Regions from separate parts of the Cyprinus carpio genome. Here region 2 is linked to region 1. A link is a contact called in public Hi-C data. All regions are on one chromosome and are shown on one strand. Each heading gives the region's core, a stretch centred on a gene start, on an enhancer-like site or on the middle of the called end of the contact. The rest is flanking DNA. Distances are from core to core; before and after follow the strand shown.

Region 1 (7,452 bases), core at 1,475-3,974:
TTTACTACAGTAACGTTACAGCCATAGTACTTGTATGCCGTGTTTCTGAAACACCGGATCGATCCTCAGGCCGGTCCAGGCGATGCGGAAAAACTGAAACCGAGTCGGTTACCGGTTACATACCCCGTCAGCGAGCTCCTCGTCCGACACGTTGTCCTCCGACGGGTCTAGGTCGATATCAAACACACCAGCCATGGCCACAGTCTCTTTACACACTCCAATACCGTAATAACTCATGGTCCAGCACGACTCACCGACGCCATAACCAGACCCGGTAACTTACGCAACGTATTCCTACGGAGATTAACTACCGGTAAACGATAATCACGGCGAACAGCGAGTTTCACAGAGCGTTCGTGCGCATGCTCCGAAATGTGTAAAACAACTGTCAACAACTACATTTACGTTTTTATTTATTCAAACACAAAATGTCTTCTATTTTACTCCGGAAGGTTGTAGCTGAGGTAAGTGGGTGTAGCGATACAAAAAAAACAACAACACGTCATTCTATGCGTATAGGAAGCTGCTTGTGCTTGTAGTACCGCTGCACTGCCAGTAGGTGTCGAAAAAAGACCTTGTTTTGCTTTTGGCAAGAGCTTCAAGTGCGTGCTGATAGCTACTGCAAAATCAGTAGTGTGCCTGTTTTCAAGCATAATTTATTTAATTTTGAAATAACTACAAGTTTCTTCACCTGATTAGAGGGTATAAAGAAAGGTTTACCGAAGATTTACACAAAACAAAGATTATTTGAGTAATGTTACATTGTAAAATACTATTTCAGTCTTTCTGCTTCGAAGTTACCTGCCGTTTCTTTGTAATTGTCTATTTTTTTTTTTTTTTTTTTCAGATTTAATCCCACACTGTTTTTTCAGTATGTATACACGTAGCCTATATATTTACATTTCATTTTATGGTATCATTAAAATATTTTGTGACCCTGTACGACAAAGCCAGTCATAAGTAGCACGGGTATATTTGTAGCTAACAATACACTGCATGGGACAAAATTATCGATTTTGCTTTAATTCCAAAAATCATTAGGATATTAAGATCATGTTCCATGAAGATATTTTGTAAATTCCCTACCGTAAATATATCAAAACTTAATTTTTAATCAGTAATATAAATTGCTAAGAACTTTAAAGAAGAACTTTAATGGCGATTTTCTCAATTTAATTTTTTGATTTCGTGTAGAATAATTAGGCCTAGGTGTATTACCGTTTAGATTTGGGAGGATATCGATTTAAGTGAAAAGTTTTTTTTTTGCCAATATTGGATTATTCATGAAGGGGAATTCTACTGAATGAGGGTAATTATTAAAACCTTTCGTCCTATCGTAAACTAAAACGATCAAAAGTCAGCAAGCTCGCCAAAAGGCTTGGCTGGAAGAAAGATGCAAGCTCACACACTATACATTGTTACAAAGTGCTGGATAGCCACAATTCTCTGCTCCCCACTTTTAAAAACCACAAGAGCCACAATGGGCACTTTGTGTCACATATGCTGCTAGCAGAAAGAAAGAAAGAAAGAAAGAAAAGAAAAGAAGAAAAAAAAACAACTATGCCTATGCAAATTATAGTTACAGGGACTTTCCAAAGTTGTATGTTTTTGAAAACGAGGCATAATAACTCATTCATACTTTACACAACCTGACACCAAAACAATGCACATCACAATGTATGGCTGTTGATATGACTGATAATATATCAAGCTATTTAAAGCTTAATTGTTTGCAGTAAAAACGGGCCTCCTGTTGTATATTTGTAGACACAGATTGTTCCCTGTTCCAAAATGTTTAGAATGAGAGCAGGAAGCTAATATGCTCATACTTCTGCTGGTTTTAATGATACATACCTGTGGGTTTCTGGATAGGTAAAGATACCCAGTATCTGCGTCAGGTAAGGTTTACAGCTGGTTCTGGGTCAGCTTGGGTGTGCCAGTGTTCTCCTGTTCGGTGACAGCACATCATTGATTCATGTGACGGGTTAAAGCCCCTGACTCACCTGAACTTCAGCAGTTTTAATTATGAATACACTTGCTTCTGAGAGCTGTAAACTGTATATGAGGAACTGTTACAGTTTTACCTTCACCCAGATAACATGCACTTCGTGTAGCCTACGTAAAACACGAGGCCACTTTAATTTAGGCCTACAAAACTGTTAATATGCAAATTTTAACATGTTATTTAACAACCATTTTAATTCGTACCTTATATATTTAAAATGTTTTAAAATATTTTAAAAGTATTGAAAATAATTTCCCAAAAATTTCGCCTATGCCCCCTATTGGTTGCTCGAGGTAAGTTATGCACGTTGAAAATCTAACTAAACCCGCAAAAGTGTGGCGTTTGGTCACACGCTAAGCAAAAACACCTGACCTTATTGTGCAACCTACACAAAATATTGGTCATAAGATGGAGGAGGGTTGTTAAGAAACTAGAATTGAACATGTCAAGCCTTATTTGAATATTAAAACCTGTTTGAACGAGTGATTTGCATAAAGGCGAACCCTCGGGCGAAGCTCGTAACTGTAGTGGGCGTGATCGTTCCTGAATTAATTGCATCACTAGAGTCACCCAACAACCATTTCATATGATATTAATAATTACACAGGATATTATACAGTACACATATTTTCGTAGTCGGTTTTTTTTATTTATTTTTATAATCAGTTCTTTTTGACGCACAAAGGAATGACATTTGCAGGGTTTATTACTGCAACTTCAGACTTTTTTGAGTGTTTATACATTTTTAGAATATATTTATTTTCATACGTATGTATATATATATATATATATATATATATATATATATATATATATATATATATATATATATATTATTTTTAACTGCTCATATTTTACAAAATTTCATATTTTTTATATTTTATCTCAACTTACATTCTTTAAATTTTACCTGAACTTTGAATTTCTGAAGCTTTTTAATTTTATTTTGTTATTCATCTTTATTTATACATATGTAGGCTTATATATCGATATGTATAGTATATTTATTTTACCTGCTCTAATTTTTATCATACATTTTAAACTTTAAAAATGTACCTTAACTTCAAATATCTTCAGCTTGCAGAAATCACATTTATTAGCCTGCAGTTAGTGTTGCATGTTCTATTGCAGCACACTAAACAAACTTACAATATATTATAAAATTCAAATAATAAAATATATAAAACTCAACTCAAAAACCAGGAGACGGATTGACATTTAATTCATTCACCTTTATTGATTCCCACTCAGGACACACAGACATACATGAATGGCAGAGGGGGTTCCCTAAAGTACAGGATGTTCTGAACAGTTACAGGAAATGATACTACTCGAATGTGAAAGCCAAGCAGATCACCCTGTGGTTTAACAATGGAGAAAACAGAGGGAATTGCTTAATGAACATCTTTTTAATTTAATAACAAATACCAGTTGCACATGTTAGATAACGACTGAGCAGTTATATGACAGAGAGAGAAAAAACTGTAGAGCAAGTGCAGATGAAGGGGGTGGGCAAAAAGATGTGTCATAACAGAGTGTGTTGCAATAAGGTGTGTTCTTTCTGGATTCTCAAGAAATTCAAGTGGACAAAACCAAGTGCTGAACGTGCGCGCGCACACACACGCCCTTCAACGAGAAAGGCTACGCAGAAACACGTCAATTACGCTCTCTATAAACACACACACATCGGAAATATTTCTTTCATAACGACCCCTCTAAAATTAGACACCAATATCGAGACAAAAAAACATTTTTCAGTATTGAAAAAAAAAATGGTTATAAAAATTACAACTACTAATAATAACAAATCAGACAGCGATTAAAAAACGAAGATCTTTACAGGGGATGAAAAAACCCAAAATGTCAGACAGCCTACAGACTGTTGTCGCCGGGCGAATGTAACAGCCAACACCAGTCTGATAAGCTATTTGACACACTGGGAGAGACTTGTCCACACCAATAAAGAAACATAATGAAGAATTAACTCACTTACCAATGATTAGACGAGAGGGTGGGGCTGGAAGAGGGGCGTGGCCATTAATTTTAACAATATAATGATTTAAATCCCGTTATGGAAGAACCGAAAGCGTTCTACCCCTCATTCAACGGAGCACTGACTATGTGAGATAATTGAACGCAGCTTCTCCTTTCTGTCTCACCCTGGCTGTGTTTCGAATCCTAGCGAGGCTCCTGCCTAGACAGCATTTTCTGGAGCATCATCGTCGCGCTCTAACGTTAAAAAGACTGTCTCGCTGGATTTTGAGACACAGCCTCTCTCGCGCGCTCCCCGTCGCGTTCTCCCCCTCTCTCTCGCTCTCTCAGCAGTGTTGCCATATCCGCGTATTTTAAGCCACTTTACATCAAGGCGCTTTTAAATACTGCCAATCGAGCCTTAGCTGTTTTTTTTTTTTTTTTTTTTTTTTTTGCAGAAAACACATGCCCTTTTTGAGATTTCAAAGTTACAGACATGTATAACTGTATAAAAAAACATGACATTTGTTATTCCTGCAATTTGCATTTTTCTTGGTAAACAGATAGTTTTTCCTAAGTTCCTATTACTTTTGTATAAATTAAGTTTTAAATTTGTTATTAATTCAGATATCCAATTGTATGTGAGAAATATTTTTTTCAAAAGTCATATCCAATTGTATGTGAGAAATATTTTTTTCAAAAGTGTATGTTGTTAATTAGTCAAAGTCAAAGTCATAAAATCTGTTTATTTTTATTTTATTTAATTGTAATTGATTTTATTTTATAGTTTCCATTGGCCTGCTTTTCTCACGAGATCTGGCAACACTGCCTCTCATCCTCTACGCCAGCAGCGGGCAGTGCATTGAGTTCAGCGGAGAGTTCGTTTAAGGTAACGGCAAAAGAAACTCCACACTGTTCCATTTTTTTAATACGCCTGCCGCTTCCAGACTCACATACCAGGGTAGCGTTACAAAAAGGCACCAAAAATTTTTTTTCACAAGCAATTAAAAGAAAAAAAGACGCGAAAAGAAGCGACGGACAAGACGTGTGCCTAGCTGCCTTATGTTATGTCACCAGTGCAGTGGTTCTAAATCTGGTCCCGGTGGCCCCCCAACACTCCAGATTTTAGATCTGACACACCCATTTCAGGACACGGAGCCTCTAATAATGAGTTGAATCAGGTGTGCTAGATTAAGGAGACGTCCAAAATGTGCCATTTTGGGGGACCACCACGGCGCTAGCGTCTAAAATGTATTCGTTTGAACTATCCGACACTGTAAAAGAGGCAAGATACTAACCTTTCAAATTGACAGACAATCTGTTAGTCAAATCCAACCCAGCTGCGAGCATCCTCCAGCATGACCGGATGCTCTGAGGATGTATAGAATAGGAGCTACACGCGAAACGTGGCAGCCGCCCACGCACATATGTGCCCGAACACACGCGCTTCTTAATCTGATTGAATGCGTTATTGCATCTGGTGGAGTGGCCCTGTAGTGAGTCATGTGGTTACACACTCACTCACCCCTTCTCCCTCTCCTCTTTGGATCTCTGGAAACAAAACAATAACTCTAGACGAGAGGAACATTATGATTCACCAAGATTTCAGAACGCAAGACGATCTTTCCTCAAAAGAAGTAATGTAACGCAAGCACTACTCAATATGCATAACATCTTATAGCGACTTTAGAGTCAGCGTTACTTTACATTAACTTCCTGTTATAGCTACATAAATTCAAACTCTGAAACTAGAATTATATGAGCGCCGTGAATTGGAATATGCTGAATTTCAAAGCACATAAAGTGCCTAACAACGCATTTTAAAACCAAATTAATGCAGTCTGTCCCTTAAATGTAATAGACCACACACAGCATAAGCCACAGTGCACCTTAACACCTCACCCAATGGGATCAGATAACCTGTGCAAGACAGAGCTGAGAACATGAGTATCTCAGCACAAACCACCAGCTAAGCAAGCACATTAAAAAGTAAAAATGTTAACTGATATCTTTTGTCCCATGTTACAAGAGAAACCTCAAAGAAAATTGAGAAAAATAAACCTATTATTCTAGAAGTAGCTATCATGAGATTAAGGAAGTTATTCGTTTTTTAGTTAAAATCGGTTCCTTGATTTAGTTTCGCTTTTTTATTTGTTGGAAGCCATAAGTTTATGATGCAACAAACCATGCTGATCACCATCTTCTAAAACCTGTAAGGAGGGAGAAAAAGACAGTCAATTATGCTTAATCATCAATGCATTAACTCATCAGAAACATCTCAGGTTAAGCAATCACTCAACTCCACATGCATTTCCCTCCATTCTCTCCCTGATTCTTTAAAACAAGATTTATGTTAGTGACACGCGCACGGTGGTATCGTTTCTTCCTGTCGGTTGAACAAGCCCGCAGCTTTCCTTAAGTAACAGCAGGAGGTTCATGTTACCAGAAATAAGGAACAGTGTTCCAGAAACATCCTAATTCTCTCATTGTGCAACTTCATCTCTTTCTTTCTCTCTCTCTTTCATTTCCTCCTCCCACATGAACACACACATGCACATGAGCTGGAAAAGCACTTTAAATGAAACGAAGGATTCGCACACGGGCAGACGAAGGTAAAAAAAAAAAAAAAAGGTGTAGCTCTTTGTTTCCGTGCGCACTTGTGAAGGAACAGCGGCGGCAGGAATCAAGAGTACAGCCTCAACCTCCCCCCTCCTCCTCCTCCTGCTTCCCTTCCAAACGTCCCCCCACCCTCCTCCTCCTTCTTCTTCTTCTTTTACTCCCAGGGGCCCCTCCCGTCTCCGGCAGCCTGCGCTGGGTTCAACAGGGTTCGGCTGCCGAAGTGGGGGGGGGGGGTGGTTAGTGTGACGCGGGGGAGTGTCCGGTTCACTCAAAGAACTCGGAGTATGACTCAGCATCCCTCCTCAGCCAGACCCCGAACAGGCCCCCGCGACCAACCACCGCACAGCCCACGCGGAGCCCCTGACACTACGGTCTGCCACATGCAAACAATAACACCTCAACAGAATCACACGGTAGAATAAAACCAGTCTCGAAGCGATAATTAGGGCAGGGAGGTAATTAGGATGTGGAGCAAAAAAGAAATAGGGGTGCGCGTAATAAATTAAAAGGAGGAATGGAGGAAAATATACAAAAATACAAAAGCCACGTCTGGGATTGAGGCAAATTTAAAGGTTGAACGAAAGAGATGAGTGATGGGACTTACGATTGGGGTGGCCTCTTCTGCGCGCCGCCCGCCCGCCCGGTGTTGTAATTTTGCCCTCTGGGCCTCAAGGTACTCCCTGAAAGGCTTCTGTAGAGAGGCGCCAAACGGGAAAAGCACTGTGACAGAAAAGGAGAAGAGGAGGAGGGGACGAGACTGTGGAAAGAAAGGGAGGGAGAGCGAAAGAGAGAGAGGTCACATAAATTTCACTTACCAACTCCGAAAGGTCAGTGAGTTTCCTTTACCCCACTTCTCC
Region 2 (7,452 bases), core at 2,025-4,524, 40 kb after region 1:
ATAAAAAAAACTATATAATGAAGAAAAAAAATCTAGGAAAAGATAATAACAGCAGATTCTAAAGGAAAAGCTTTGGATGTCTGCATAAACACCAGCATTTAGATTTAGCAGACATGAATTCTTTTAATATGTTTAAATAACAAATTGACAAATATATAGATTTAATTTTATTTGATTTATTTTGATCTGTTTAACTGACTGGACCAGATTTACTGCCGGGTTAAGCTAGACAAGCAAACAAGGTTAATATTTTTAAAATAGCAGAATTTGTGATAGCTTGATTTGCATTTATTTTAAGCATATATATAGATCTATCTTATAATGAAAATGTGGGAGTATTTTTATAATACAAAGAAAATGAAATAAATGTTTTAAGATGCTTACAAAAAATACGAGAAATTATTCTAAATAATATTTCATTGCAAAAACACTCTAGACTTGTCTCGTCTATAAATGCATTGCATAATCCTTCTGCAAGTATTAAACATTCACAGTTCATCTCAGGATCAATGCATTTACATGTTTTTCAATCAAATAATTTTTTGCAGTTTAGTGCATACACATATCATTTTCAATTTATCTCGTATGATCGAAAATAAATGTTTAACACCCTCTGATCATGAAAATGAGAAGGGGCGCAGCAAGAATCGCTGACAGGTGGCAAATACAATTAATATATTGATGACATGGGCCAATGAGATCATCTTTAATTCATTTACTGTACATAGGCAGAGAATGCTTTTTGCTGCTAGAGATAAAAGTACATTAGCACTCGATATAATGGTCGAAGGGCAAGGGAGGGGATTTTTACTGAATCAAACCTAATATGGACATCAAATCGGTCCAAGAAAAGCTGGCAGTGGAGAGAAAGGAGGGGTGATGGGGAGCAGGCAGAACAGCTGTGTTTTGATTGGATGAACTTGAAAATTCCAAATTTGTTCTGTCCTATCACAAAGACTGTTTGGACACATAGCAACAGTACATTTCATTCCATTGCCGTTTCTCTCTCTCTCCTTCTGTAGATTCTTCTGTTCATTTTTACAGTAAACCAGACAGAAATGGTCGTCGCAAATGTCAGGTTGGTAAGAGAGGAATGTCTTTTGTTCCGAGCTTGAGCACTCCGGATCAGCTTTAAACCGCAAGATGAAAGCGGTTGATTAAAGAGCGACATTCATGCCCATCCCCGCTACAAACACATCATTCTGCTCCGTGCAGTGAGTCACTTTCAAACGGGCATAAGAAACTGCTGAGTAATGTCAAGACTAAATCACTGCATTCAGGCCCAGTCACAAGTCTCTCATCTGTCTTCAAAGGTATCTTTTATCTCCAGACATCTGCATACACTATTCACTCAACCGAACAGATGCAGCTAAATGTGTTTATTCCCAATATTAGCAACAAAACAGACCCCATATGACGGACAGAAAGTTATTCTCAGAATGTTTTGTATTGCTTGTGCCACTGACTAATTCCCCTTAGTCATTTATCTGGCTGTACAGCCTAACTTTAATGCAGAAAACTGATGAGAGCTACATCCAGCAGCTATTTCAGAGTTTTATAGAGTGGTACACATGTAATCATGCCGTTATGTGACGTATTCATAATTCTAGTGGGAAGTTTCCCTCTCTAACCACAACAGTGGGCATCTGACACGATGAATGAATAACCAGGCTGCTTGTTCTTTTTTATTTCAATCTATTTCAAACTTTTTCTCATGCACATGGAAAATTACCATTTGGCAAAGAGTTCAGCCACCACAACCTCCCCGCGTTTACCAGCTCCGACCCAGCATCCCTCAGGGCAGGGTTTACCAGCAATTACATTTAAGAGATCTCGTCAAAGGTGCGCCTTCAGTAAAACCATGGGAGACAGTTTCAGCCCTCTGATATGTTTCCAGCACTATTCAGCATTTTTTTTTTAAGCTTTTGATGCTGGTCATCATCACTTTTTTTTTCTTTTTCTTAGGGCTTGTTTTTAAGTTCAGAAGTTCAGAAGGCATATCTTTTTTTTTTTTTTTGGAAGCATATTTCAGAACACAGATTTACCAGAATACATTTTTGTACAAACTTCTGAACGGTTTTATCCCAAAAATACTGCACTTATATTTAGTGACAGACAGCAAGTCACAACCGACTTTTGTTACCACATAAATGACGAAGATTGACGCATAGAGACGAAAGACTTCCCTAATCCACATTCGCACCTAATAATATTCCTCTTTCCATGCCACATTCTACAGTTACAGCTTCCCCTTACGTCAATGGCACCTTGGTAACAATATATACATACACATCAACATTTACCTGAACCCTAATGCTAATAGAGTTCATTTAAAGGGAATAGTTACATTTCTATTATCATTTAAGCACTCTGCATATAATGAAACATTTAACTACATTGGCTTTCATTATATGGAAAAAAATAAAATAAATAAAAATACATTTTTCAAAATCTTCTTTTTTGTTTAACAGAAAAAGAAAGTCATACAGGTTTTTAACTACAAATGGGTTACTAAATGAGTAAATGATGACAGAATTTCACTTTTAGGTTTAACTAACCCTTTAAAAAAAAAATTCTCTTTATCACATATTGTATTTCATAAATTAAGATAACAGATTTCAATGGTAGTTTAGAGTTTATACGTGTCAGTTTCTGTTTCATTTATACAAAAAGTTAATTTGTCTGTCTGCGGAGCAAGTGAGTTTGCAAAAGCAAATATCACGCATGATCTAATACCGGAAAATCAGATCGCCAGCTGGGAGAATCACAGGAAGATCGTAATCAGGTTAAAAACTAAATTGTTCTTCCCCCCTCCCCTTTCTCAGATTATTAATCCCGTCTTTTTTTCTGAATGAAACCCTTTCAGACAGGCACCAAGACAAATGTCTCTAGCACACATGCCGCCAAATATCAAAGTGACTTTAAATGAGCCGCTCTCTCTCTCTCTCTCTCTCTCTCTCTCTCTCTCACACACACACACACACACACACACACACACACAAACTTTCTCTCTCTTTCTACGGCGTAGCGCAGGAAGTGATTATGGGTGTCTGACGTAATTGGACCGTTCCAAAGAGAGAGACGAAAAAAATTCAAATCTATCTATCACGAGGAGGAAAAAAATGTGCACCCTGGAGTCCACGTTGACAAATTCTTTAACAAGCTGTGGTCAAAGGGAAGCTGGTTGAAGACTGACTCAGCCCCTCCTTTCAGCAGTTTACTGGAAACACGGGGGGAGGCAGGGGGAGGAGGGAGTTTCAGAGAAGTCACATGACCCGTAAGGGCAGGGCTAACCACAGCTTCGGGAGGAGGAGAGGAGCGCAGAGGAATCAGTGCGAGGGGGAGGCAGATACACACCCTTCCCCGAGCAGATGCCTCCGAACTGGGTTACTTATTCGACTGCCTGGGAGTTGGCAGGGGAGAATTCACAGACTTACTAACCCTTTCAGTGCCGGAAACAATGATTCAGAAGCATTTTTTAACAGTGTTACACCAAGTTAAACAAGAAACCAGACATTTTTGCTTGTTTTGTTAACACTTGTTTTAAATCAAATAAAAGCACACATAAATATCAATAAGAAAGATGCTGTTTCAGTGACTAAAACAGCTGTTGATGACTATAAACGGATGCAGCTGATGAAGTCTTGTCTGTTGAGCTGCTTTGTGCCAGCCTCGCTCGTGTGTGTGCAGTCACACACGTGCCATAAGTCTGGTGATCTCTAGAAACCAACATGACGACACAGACACTTGACATACAATCCCATGCCCTTGACCTTTGGGCAAAGGACGTCTGGAACCATTCTGTTATGCTGTTAGACGTCATACAAGCACAGAAATACACCTAGAAACATATAAAAAAATTAGTAAAACCCATTAAATCACTTCCTGTGTTCCGTCAAAGCTGAACAACATACCAAAAAAAAAAAAAAAAACAGTAGACAACTACTCAATATTTGCAATTCTATTGCGGATACTGTCCTGAATAAAATGTAGTTTACAAAAAAAGCAAGGTACATCTTTTTAAATCCGTTTCGGAGAAAGGGACCCGCTTCGTCTTCACTTGCAACGCTACTGGAGGATGATTTCGGATTCAAAGTGACAGAAGATTTCAGTAGATTTAAAAAAAAAGCCACAGACGTAGAAAGCGTGTCGTCTTCAGTCTCAGAGTACATGAGGAGCAAAAGGAGAGATTTGGGGGGAATCAGGCTTCAGACGGCACAGGAAACACTCTCCTGCAGCGCCAGTAAGAGATGCTGTGAAGCGGACGTCAGAATGACCAAACAGTGACAGAGAGGGAGTGAGAGATAGAAAAAGAGAGAGAGTGTGCAGGAGAGAGACAGATAGAAGAGGTACTGTAGAAAAGGCAACAGACACATATTGCAACTCGAAAAAGTCGTGCAAAATAACATGTTGGTTTTCTTCAAACAACTCAGGCTTTCATCCTCTCCTCTCATTTCTGTTCTGAACTCCCTTTAATTTTGCTATGCCTCCCCCTCTCTCTATATCCCCTCTCCCTCTTTTGGTATTGGGGAGAAATGTGAGGAAAGGACACACACATTAACACTCATAAACAAAACAAATATAGAAAAATATGAGTGGTTTTTAACTGGCGGTTCATTACCCCATCTGTTTTATGGAGTTATGGACTACAGAAGAAACAATGGGAAATATAAATAATCAAAACTCCTCCCATATCTTATATTGTTGACATCACAGCCTGTATGTCTAATAGAAGCTACATTATTTCGGTGCAAATTAATTTGTTAAAAGTTAATGTCAATATGACTACTGTTTTTTTTTTTTTTTTTTTAATAAGATTTTTTTTTACTGTACTGCATTGGGTAACTTGATATCTAATGCAAAACCGACATTTATGAGATAACATACATTATTAGTCAAAGTACCAGGCCTGTCTAAGTGTAACAAAATGTAAAATATAAAATACAGCAAAACAGAAATGGGCGTGCACATTTGATGGAAACTGCACATTAATCTAAATGCAGCAATGCTGATATGTAATAACAGAGGGTTTTTTTTTTTTAAGTGAAACGATTGGCTGCTGAGGTGCATAGTAATTCAGAAACAAAATGACCACATGTCAAATGAGTCAGGATACATACTTCCATCAGTGACGGTTTGAGGTTAACAACCAAGATAAAGGTTCCCCGTAAGTCTGACACGACCAGAAACTTCCTATTCACACGAAAAACTGATGAGAAAGAACTACATATGTCATAACACGCACATAAACTGTTCAGAGATCCTTTTATTGACTGCTTCAAGAGAATGTATTAAGATGGGTGCAAAACACTTCTCAGGAAATACTGCCCATGCAAAACCCAGCACCATACTGCAAGGACGATTGTCAGGGTGATGCTCTGCAGTTACTGAAGTATTCCATTGCAGTTCTGAATGGTCAGCAAGTTGTTATGCCATTACTAGTACGTACTGAATGGTTATCAAGTTGCTATCCTATTACTAGGGCATTCTAAATGGTTATTTGCTATGCCATTGCTAGGGTGTTCTGAATGGTTAGCGAGCTGCTATGCCATTAGTAGGGTGTTCTGAATGGTTAACATGTCGCTGTGTCATTGCTACCATGCTAGGGATTAGCATGCAGCTCTGCCATTTCTAGGGTGTTCTGAATGTTTTTTGTAAGTTGTTTTGCCATTTCTATGGTGTTCTGAATGGATAGCATGTCGCTGTGCCATTGCTTTTGATTACTTTTTCATGGATTACATGATAACATATTTACACAAAAGCAATAAATTATTCATAATTTATTGATTCTCCCTTATTCATCTTTTTCATCTCTTAAATTTTCCTATTTAAAATAGCCTACAGCTTACATAGACTCAGAAGGTCTTCCAGTTTTGTGGACATTCACACAAAGACTGGTTATTAATCAGCTGGACACACAGCATTTGACCAAAAATCATTTCAGGTTTAAGAAATGTTTCAATATTGCATCTACTACTGATTGATGAATAATGAATACTTTATACAACTGATAATGAACAGATACATTTTTTTTTGTGAATGATCACTCTGTAGGTTAAATGTGTCTTTGGAAGGCTTTTGACTTAAAAACATAAAAATGTACACATTTACAAAAATAGGGTTAGGGTTAGGGTTAGTGGTTTTTATGATTTAATTAATTATTAACTTTTCATTAAACTCATAAACCCCCTTGCAGTTCCTTTACAAATACCAGTTTGGGAAACCTTGATGTAATATATTATATTATTTAATGCACTTAATGTTATTAATAACAATAAATGGAATATATTTTCTTATGCTTTGTATTTTCAAAGTAAGTCAAAAGTAATCAAAGTAAAAAACGTAGTCTAATTATATTACCTTAAATGTTTAATGTAACGGATTACATTACTAACTAGATTTTTTGTCATGTAATTTGTAATCAGTAATGGACTACAATTCCTAAGTAATCTACACTAGTTTGTTAGTAAGTTGTTATGCTATTTGTAGTGTGTTCAGAATGGTTAGCATGTTGCTATTCCATTGTTAGGGTGTTGAAGGGTTAGCAAGTTGCTACGCCATTGAATGACGTTCTGAATGTTTGTCAACATATTGCTATGCAGTAGCTACTCTAGGGTCGTAAGGGTCAGGTTGCTACTAAAATGTAAATCTGCATATATTTTTGTATTTTTGACTTCTCCTGTACCTCTCCAGTGCAGGATGACTTACACATTGAAGATTTGTTCGAAAAAAAGTGTTATAAAATAAAGAGAAGTCAGATTGTTGGACACCACTCTCCAGAACAGTTGGTTGTGTTTACGATTGGATGAGGCTATTGTGGTTAAACTCCTCTTAGTCATTATCACAGTTGCCATAGTGATGGGCCTATTGGTTGCAGATTAATCAGAGGAATAAATCATGTGATATGTCTCCTTAGTAATGATACCAACTCTTCCTGGAGTTTTATGGGATTGTGATATATTTGAGGTTTCATTCATTCAGCCAAAGTTTAATACTTAGTGTTAGGGGTTTGTTCAAATCCCTAATCATAAGCATTAGTGCTAACAGTGATGCTTGTCTTAGCAATTCCCTCTAATAAGAGGTTTTCAAGAAAGGAGAACAAGAAACAGGCATCATGTGAAACGTGGGGGTGTGGTTGTGGATTATATGCAGGATAGAAAAGAGGAATAAAAAGAGTACTGAAATAAAAGATAGCAAGAGAATAAGCAGGTCAACCGGAAAGGTGAGAGAGAGGGAGGGATGAATGAATGAATGTGATATGACCCACCTGACGATTCTTACCATTGTTGAGTGGAACATCTCTGCAAACTACTCACAGGCTTCATCACCCGGGCCTGTCCCTGACAACCCGGCCACCCGGGCCGTGAAGAACACAGGGACCTATCTCCATTCCCACACCATACACCCTGTGAACACACACCCCCACTTCAACACTGACATTGTATATATGTA

The links. A called contact is a pair of places that touch in the nucleus more often than the background predicts.
Region 2: a contact with region 1 is called in a Hi-C map of skeletal muscle, with 2.3 times the contacts expected there. The contact joins the enhancer-like site here to the promoter of rps6kb1a in region 1. A contact is called at or near these places in 4 of 8 Hi-C or Micro-C datasets (red blood cells and skeletal muscle).

Annotation. Positions count from the first base shown.
Region 1 is chrB10:13,772,385-13,779,836 of ASM1834038v1, forward strand. rps6kb1a (ribosomal protein S6 kinase beta-1) reads right to left here and starts at 2,725. Exons shown (of 14, transcript XR_006155747.1): 1 at 124-2,725. It overlaps LOC122138712 (a long non-coding RNA gene), which reads right to left. Exons shown (of 2, transcript XR_006155748.1): 1 at 7,200-7,452; 2 at 6,109-6,186.
Region 2 is chrB10:13,811,492-13,818,943 of ASM1834038v1, forward strand. It overlaps LOC109112054 (a long non-coding RNA gene), which reads right to left. Exons shown (of 5, transcript XR_006155749.1): 2 at 7,268-7,406. Among protein-coding and RNA genes, the nearest start is that of LOC109112054, 4.8 kb to the right of the region's middle. Within about 2 kb of position 3,275, at least 6 of the 8 cell types and tissues checked have an H3K27ac peak or open chromatin away from gene starts, as enhancers often do. A contact at or near this core is called in skeletal muscle, where this site is marked.